Linked DNA regions of Pan troglodytes: region 2 is linked to region 1. Evidence: chromatin contacts called from public HiChIP or PLAC-seq data. All regions are on one chromosome and are shown on one strand. Each heading gives the region's core, a stretch centred on a gene start, on an enhancer-like site or on the middle of the called end of the contact. The rest is flanking DNA. Distances are from core to core; before and after follow the strand shown. Region 1 holds the start of SHF (Src homology 2 domain containing F). Region 2 holds the start of AFG2B (AFG2 AAA ATPase homolog B).

Region 1 (3,753 bases), core at 496-2,995:
CTTTCCTTTGGGGCCTCTTGGCTTTTTGCGCCCTCAAAAGGCAGATATGGCCAGGTGCCGTTGGCTCACACCTGTAATCCCAGCATTTTGGAAGGCCGAGGTGGGGAATCACTTGAGGTCAGGAGTTCGAGACCAGCCTAGCCAACACGGTGAAACTCCATCTCTACTAAAAATACAAAAAATTAACCAGGTGTGGTGGCGCACACTTGTAATCCCAGCTACTAGGGAGGCTGAGGCGGGAGCATTGCTTGAACCCGGGAGGTGGAGGTTGCTGTAAGCTGAAATCGTGCCACTGTACTCCAGCGACGGAGTGAGACTCTGTCTCAAAAAAAAAAAAAAAAAAAAAAAGGCAGACATGAACCTAGGAGTGCGGAGACACTGAGGCAGTGGGGGAAAGGGGGTGGGGTAAAGTGAGGTGAGACAGCTGCTTTCCCAGCAGAGCCAAGAGCAAATGTGTTGGTGTTGGCTTCAGGCCTACATTTATGGTGAGGAACTGGCTTTATTTCTTTTCTTTTCTTTTCTTTTCTTTTTTTTTTTTTTGAGACAGAGTCTCACTCTGTCGCCCTGGCTGGAGTGCAGTCGCGCAATCTCAGCTCAATGCAACCTCTGCCTCCTGGGTTCAAGCGATTCTCCTGCCTCAGCCTCCCGAGTAGCTGGGACTACAGGTGCCCGCCACCACACCCGACTAATTTTTTTGTATTTTTGGTAGAGACGGGGTTTCACCGTGTTAGCCAGGATGGTCTCGATCTCCTGACCTCGTGATCCTCTCGTTTCGGCCTCCCAAAGTGCTGGGATTACAGGCGTGAGCCACCGCGCCCAGCCGGAACTGGCTTTATTTCTAAGACAAAAATGCCTAGCACTTGAGCATCCGAGCCTCAAGAGGATAAGGAGTTTGTGATAGACAACACTGGGACTGTTTCTAGACTTGATTTATTGACTTGTCTGTTTCCATTCTGTTACTAATCTGATTGACAATGAAGCCCGGGATGTGGCTGGAAGGGATTTCTGCGTGCGTGCGCATGCTATCGTCAGGGCCATGTGGGCCCGTTTGGAGCAGGTGCTCCCGTGGGTGGGGGATGTTTGAGCGAGGGCTGTTTGCGTGTGAGAAGGGCGTGTGTGAAAACGACACGGGAGAAGTGGGCGTCTCTAGGGAGTTGTTTGTATGTGATGTGAGATGTGTTTGCCTGGATCGGGAAGTAACGTAGGTTCGGGTATGTGCAGTGCGTACAGTTGGATGGGAGGAGGTTGTGGGGCTCCCAAGGTAGCACGGGAGGAGGAGGCTTACAGACACATCTTACAGAACCTAGCCCCTTTTCTTGCCCGCCTAGATTTTCCTCCTAGATTATAGTTTCCCAGTTGCGAGATCCTGGGAGAGGGAAGAGGAGAGGCGTAAGGCGCCCTAGAGTCAGGAGTCTGGGGGCTCCCCTCTTTGCGTCTCGCACGAGCTGGGAGCTGGGGAAAAGAACAGATGGGGATGGATGCGCTCCCCACAGGGGACCGCGTGGCGACACGTAAAGGATTCAACCTCAGTCCAGTAGTCGCATCCTCTGCCCCAGGGCTGCCCACTTCACTTCTTGCCTGTGCATACCGGCTGGAAGCCCGCGTACGCTCTTCTGAGCTACGGGAGGAGGAAGACCCTGTTAGGGAGCGGAGCCCCGCCTCTCCCTTGTTACTGACGCGCCCCGCCCCCTCCCCGCCCGGCGGAGCCCCGCCCCCCTCCCCACCCCGCCCCCGCCCCCCACCCGCCGCTGCGCTCCCCTCGCTCAGTCTGGCTGGCCCCATGTTACTGAGCGGAGCTCCTCCGGCTGGCTCCCGCCCGGGGCCGCGAGCGCAGGGGAGCGCTGGGGGCGGCCCGGGGGGGTCCCGCCGGGGCGCCGGGGGTGCGGGAGCCGGCCCAGGAGGGGGCGGCAGCGGCGGAGTAGCCAAGTGGCTCCGGGAGCACCTGGGCTTCCGCGGGGGGGGCGGCGGCGGAGGGGGCAGCAAGCCGGCGCCCCCCGAGCCCGACTACCGCCCCCCTGCGCCCTCTCCGGCCGCGCCCCCCGCGCCGCCCCCGGACATCCTGGCCGCCTACAGGCTGCAGCGGGAGCGCGACTTCGAAGACCCCTACTCCGGGGGGTCGTCCGGCTCCGCCGCCCTCGCCACCCCTGTCGCCCCCGGACCCACACCGCCCCCGCGCCACGGCTCTCCCCCACACCGCCTTATTCGGGTCGAGACCCCGGGGCCCCCGGCGCCGCCTGCTGATGAGCGGATCTCCGGACCCCCTGCCAGCAGCGATAGGGTGAGTGCCGCGCCGGGCCGGGATGGCCAGGAGGGAAGGCGGTCAGGGGTCTGGAGGCTGCGAGAGGGACAAAGGTGGCTTGGCCCGGGCCCCTCGATGTCTCAGCTTCTGGCAGACGCGAGCCCCTGACCCCGGGGTTCCGAGCCTTCACCCACCTTTGTTCAGATTCTCAACCGACTAATCTGAGACGGAAGCCCCAAACTCTGCCCCTCTGCCCTATCCCTTGTAATGGCCCCAGAACTGTGACCCTCCCCCTCCCGGGCTGGCTCTCCACTTCGTAGCCCCCTCTAGCCTGATCCGTGAGCCTTTTGCTAACGGGAATTGAGGCGCACCTCCCAACCCCCACTGGTTGATGGCCTTTCTGCCCCTCTGGAAGCAGCGGCTCAGTGCCCTTTGATCTCTGACCCTTCCCCCTGGGCATAGCCAGCACAAAGCTCTTGCCTCCTGTTGCCTCTTTGCTTCCTCCTCCTCTTCCTCCTCCTGTTTCTCCAGCCTAAGCATCCTTGCAGGTGCTGAAGCCCCAGAAAGGAGGTGAAGACGGGTTTCTCCTTGCGGACACAGCACGAGCTGGCCTTTGCCCTATAGGCTGTTGTTCTCAGGAGGTGAAGACAGGCAGCTTACAGCTCTTGCCAAGGGGGCTTCGTGGGGTCCAGGCCCACTCCTCCCTCCTTCCCTCGTCCTCTCAGGTATGAGGATAGTCAGTGCTCAGGACCTGTTGCCCACGTGGGGCTAAGCAGCTGAGCCCATTCCTCCTGTCCTCCTGGCCTCCCTCTCCCCCTGGTCCATTCTGAGGGAGGCTGGAGCTTTTCCTGGGTCTGCAGGCACCAGGATAGGGAGGAGAACAGGAAATCCACCATGGCTCAGGGCCCTGCCCAGATTCGGGTTGGCCTTATCCCTCCCTGGCAGAGTGAGAGCTGAAAGCCATCCCAGGCCCCTAAATTCTGTGATGATGACTCTGTGGGCTGCCTTGGCTCTGCTGTCCTTCTTCACTCACCCCGAGAGCTCAGTTCTGGGGCCTGCCCCCTTCTCCTCAGCAGAGAAGAACATTTTTATTTGATTGGAGTGCAAAGTTGCTTTCCGAATCCGTTGGCTCCAGGATTGAGGCTTTTTAGCTGAGAGAGCGCCGTTCCGCCAGATTTCCTGGATGAGAGAGATCTGTCAGGGTCAGAGCAGAAGCCTCAGGAATGCAAATTATTTTTCCCCTAGTTTTTGCCATGGGGCATGGCTGCCCATCCTGGGCCAGGATACTTATTCTGCAGAGGAAGGTTCAAGGGCACTTCTCCAAGGCTGTGCTCGTCTGCTTCTTGTCCCCTGCTATTGTGTGATGTGATGGAGGTAGTGACAGTGAGACAGAGGAGAGGGATAGGCCCTGTTCTTCCCACTGACCAGTCAGTCTCCTCCTCTCTAACCACTGCCTGTTTGGCACAGGCAACATGGGCCTGAGCTGTCTTTGGCCCTTCTCCTCTCTACAGTGG
Region 2 (3,865 bases), core at 798-3,297, 210 kb before region 1:
TTAACAAGTTTTTGTTATTTTTAAGAACACACAAAGTTCTAGAAGCCAGGTATAGATAGCTAGGTCCCTGCCCTTAAGGACACAGGTACTAGATAGTGCAAGGAAGAAATCCACTCAAGTCCTGAACTAACTAAGCTAAAAGAGTGTAATTATCATTTCTCTTTTGAATCCTATCACAAAATAGAAATATCAGTCACTAAATTTCAAACTATTCTTTAGCATTCAAGTCAATTTAGGACCAAAGCTTAAAATAGGACAGCTCTGAATATTCAACCTCCCTGACAACTCAGGGAGCAGTTGTGGGTACCTCCTCAATTGTGGAATAGGATGCTGGTGTTATGACAAGGAATGAATAAATCCAGAAGAGTTAATGCCTGCTTCAATTTAGTTCTTCCCCACCTTCTCCCTTTTTATTTCAACACACTTACTTCTTGAGGCTATCCTTCTTCTTTAAATTCTCATTCCAAAAAATGAGTTTAACACGCTTGTAGGTGACCAAAATTCTCTTAAGAACTAACATTACTGATTATAGGACCTGCACAACAAAATTAACCTGTAATGGACACCTCGCTTCCCAAAACAATTAGACTCTGGAGAAACATAGGTCCTGACTCTCAGATCCTGACTCACAGGTCCTGACAATTTGACTCTGGGGAAATACAGGTCCTGACTCACAGATCATATATCGGCAGAGAACGTGTTCTCTGCATTGCAAAGAGCCCCCACTCCAACTTCACCGATGCTCAAACCTAAGAGGCAAACGCCTCCGGGGCAGCCAACTGGCGCCAGAAGCGGCCGAGGTTCCACCGCCAGTGGGCAAACCCGCCAAGCCCATTCACCTCTCGGTCAAATCTCCCGGGTCTACGCAGCGCTGGGTCTAGAGCGTCCGGCCGGTTAGTGGCTCCCACAACCAAGACCTCGCGGTCCCCACTGGCGCCGTCCAGCAGCGTCAACACCTGGGCCACTACGCGGCTCTCGGGTGCCCGACCGCCCCGCCGGGGACACAAGGCGTCTATCTCGTCCAGGAAGAGGAGGCTGGGTCCGCGGCTGGCCAGTTCCCGGGCGCGCTGGAAGACCCGCCGCACGTTCTCCTCCGTCTCCCCAGGCCGGGAACCCTGCAGCGCCGGGGCGCTGACTGCCAGCAGCTCCGCGCCCGCCTCGCGCGCCACGGCCCGCACCAGCTGGGTCTTGCCCACTCCGGGGGGCCCCGCCAGGAGCACCCCGCGAGGCACCGCTAAGCCCAGCGCGGCCAGGGCGCGGGGGTAGCGGAGCGGGAGGCGGAGGAGCTCCCGCAGCGAGTCGGCCGCCTCCGAAAGACCTCCCAGGGGCACCTCGGGCTGCGGCTGGGCTTCCGACGGAGGCTCCCCGCCAAGGCTGACGCGGGTACGAGGGGTGACCAGCCCAGCGGGATCGGGACTGGGCGTCCCGCCGACGATGTGCAAGGCAGCCACCGGGCCAGGAGCGCCTGGCGGAGCGACCACCACGTGGCCCAGGGAGATCGGTCGGTTTCTCAGCAGCTCCTGCGCCGCCTCCAGCACCGCGGCTGTATTCCGGGCACCGGGCGCGCCTGCCTGCTCTCGCAACACCGGCCACACGGCGACGCGCCGCAGGGGCGGACAGGGCACTAGGAGGAGGCGATTCAGGCTGAGACTCCTCCGGGATCTCGACGCCCCGACCGCCGCCCCGGGGCTCGCGCACAGCGGGTCCAGCTGCACAAAGCCGTCCGCTCCGTCCCGCCGAGGCCAGGCAGTGCAGAGGCAGGAGCCGCCGTCGGGTAGCGAGATCTTCACTGCCGAGCCCAAGCGCGCGCCCAGGGCGTGGAGGGCGGCCGGGCCCAGGCGGCAGCGCTGGGTGCCCCGGTCTCTAGCGTCTAAGGGTAGCAGCTTTAAGAGCGGCCCTTCAGGGAAGGGATCCGAGTCCGGAGCCATTGCACACAGATGAACCAGGCAGACGAAACCAGATTAGGAAACCCACCCGGTCCACAACAAGCGGAACACCGAGCTCGCAGGCCGGAAGCAGATTGCGCGCATGCGCTAGGGAAGACTGCGTTGCTAGCAGCTGAGTGAAGGCCGAAAGGGCCAATGGAAACGTTAGACGACGCTCGGGCCTCTGGGTAGAGCGTTGGTGTCCGCTTTCGTGAAATCGAGTTGCCTACCCCAGAGCTTTCCCGCGATGGTCTTCGTCACAGGTGTCTGGGAGGCGGCTTAAGCTCACTTCACTAGGTCATTAAGCATGTACTTTGGTGGTTACATATATCTTAGAAGTCACCGGCTTTACATTCTGTTTTCCTGGCCTTCGAACTGGAGCATCAGTACTACCGCCGTTGGAATAGCAACCTGGAGACTTTGCTATTTTGTGAAGAAACTCCAACTATCCCCATGGGCACAGAATTTTGGGTGCTCTGGTGCAAATGTCTCAGGTGACTTGGCGTAGCTGAGAATACGGCCTTGGGACCTTCGATAATCGGGGTTCCAATCTGGGAGGTCCAGGCACAACCCTTCCTATGGGAAAGTAGCAGCATAGTAGGAGGGAAGCACACGGTGGCACTTAAAATCCCTTGTAGAGAGGAAAGAAGGAAAACTAGGCTACCTGATGGATTTGTAGCACACCAACAGTACATTTGTTCTGATTTCTGATATTCTTTTGAATATTCTTTGGCAACAAGTTAATCACTAAAGTTCATGCGATCAATGCTTACTGTCTAATTGGGGCACAACAGTACTAAGTCCTGTATTAGAGGCGATACCTATCTACATTATTAAGACAACTGCCTGCTATTTTTTTTTCCAGCTGCTTTCTGCCTTTCCCTTTCGCACAGGGAATTCCTTTTTATCAGCTGGAATACATTTTCTATCCCTCTTAATTGCCGTTAAAAAAGAACTACAGATATTCAAAGACAAGAAGGTATACCTTGTTTTTATTTGACTTACATCTTCCTACCTCTATTTTCCCCACTTTCACTGCAACCCAAATTTGTGAGTTGACAAAACTGATATTTTAGAGTGCTTAAGTTGCTGAGTTTTTTTTTCTATCTATGCAAATAATCAATTACCGACTGTGTAGTAATATCTTATCATTGGGAAGTACTGTCAGATCTGGTATCTTAAGACCCATGCCAGTTCCTGATCTCATTCTGTCCAAACTTCATGGCAGACATGACAGACTTCTTGACTTGACAGTAACTTATCTGGTCTCAGCTGTACTTTTCTGCTTAAATCGATTCTGGAACAATTTAGGGATCAGAAAATAGCGGGAGGAGGTCTTGAAATGGGTAAGTCACCCATTACTTCCTGTTTTCTTTTTTCCTCTTAATCCCATTGGCTTCAGTTCTTTTTGGTTTTGGGACTTTTAAATAACAGCTTTGCATTTTTTGAAATAAAAAAAAAGCCATCGTTTTTACCGACCCCTAAAGGTGTGAATTACATGCCTATCAAGTTATTTTATCAGAAGCCTGTACCTCATCGAGTCCCTTCTATTCAGTTCCAAGAAGCTTTAAGGATCTGGGAGAGGGAAAGAAGACTTACTGAGGACATGATAACTGTCTTAAATATGTAAAGGGATCTCATGTAAAAGAGTTAGTAGATTTACTTATATTTACAGTGCAGAAATGGCCAAGAAGTAAAGGTTTAATGGAGTGGAATAACCAAAGCCAAAATAGGGAGCCAATAAAGTTAAATCGGCCTCAAAGTTTTCTGAATTGGTTTAAAACAGAGGCACAAACTATGCTATTAGGAATATGATGAGAAGGAAACTACATGTTGCTTTTGGTTGGTCTAAGAGGTTGATTTTATACAAGGTCAAACAAGAACCCTCTGACCTCATAGAATCCATATGCACAGGAAATATTATTTCACTTCACTCTTTC

What was found. HiChIP or PLAC-seq counts read pairs in DNA pulled down with a chosen protein or histone mark.
Region 2: an H3K4me3 HiChIP or PLAC-seq map of stem cell-derived excitatory neurons shows a contact between it and region 1, with 2.1 times the contacts expected there. The contact joins the promoter of AFG2B here to the promoter of SHF in region 1. A contact is called at or near these places in 4 of 7 Hi-C or Micro-C datasets (blood, induced pluripotent stem cells and stem cell-derived neural progenitor cells) and 1 of 1 datasets of contacts at active chromatin or transcription factors (stem cell-derived excitatory neurons).

What each region holds. Positions count from the first base shown.
Region 1 is chr16:37,168,097-37,171,849 of NHGRI_mPanTro3-v2.0_pri, reverse strand. SHF (Src homology 2 domain containing F) reads left to right here and starts at 1,745. Exons shown (of 9, transcript XR_008539569.2): 1 at 1,745-2,278.
Region 2 is chr16:37,382,835-37,386,699 of NHGRI_mPanTro3-v2.0_pri, reverse strand. It overlaps AFG2B (AFG2 AAA ATPase homolog B), which reads right to left and starts at 2,047. Exons shown (of 8, transcript XM_016928152.3): 1 at 840-2,047. The coding sequence starts at 1,928. LOC107968613 (a long non-coding RNA gene) reads left to right here and starts at 2,024. Exons shown (of 4, transcript XR_008539573.2): 1 at 2,024-2,419.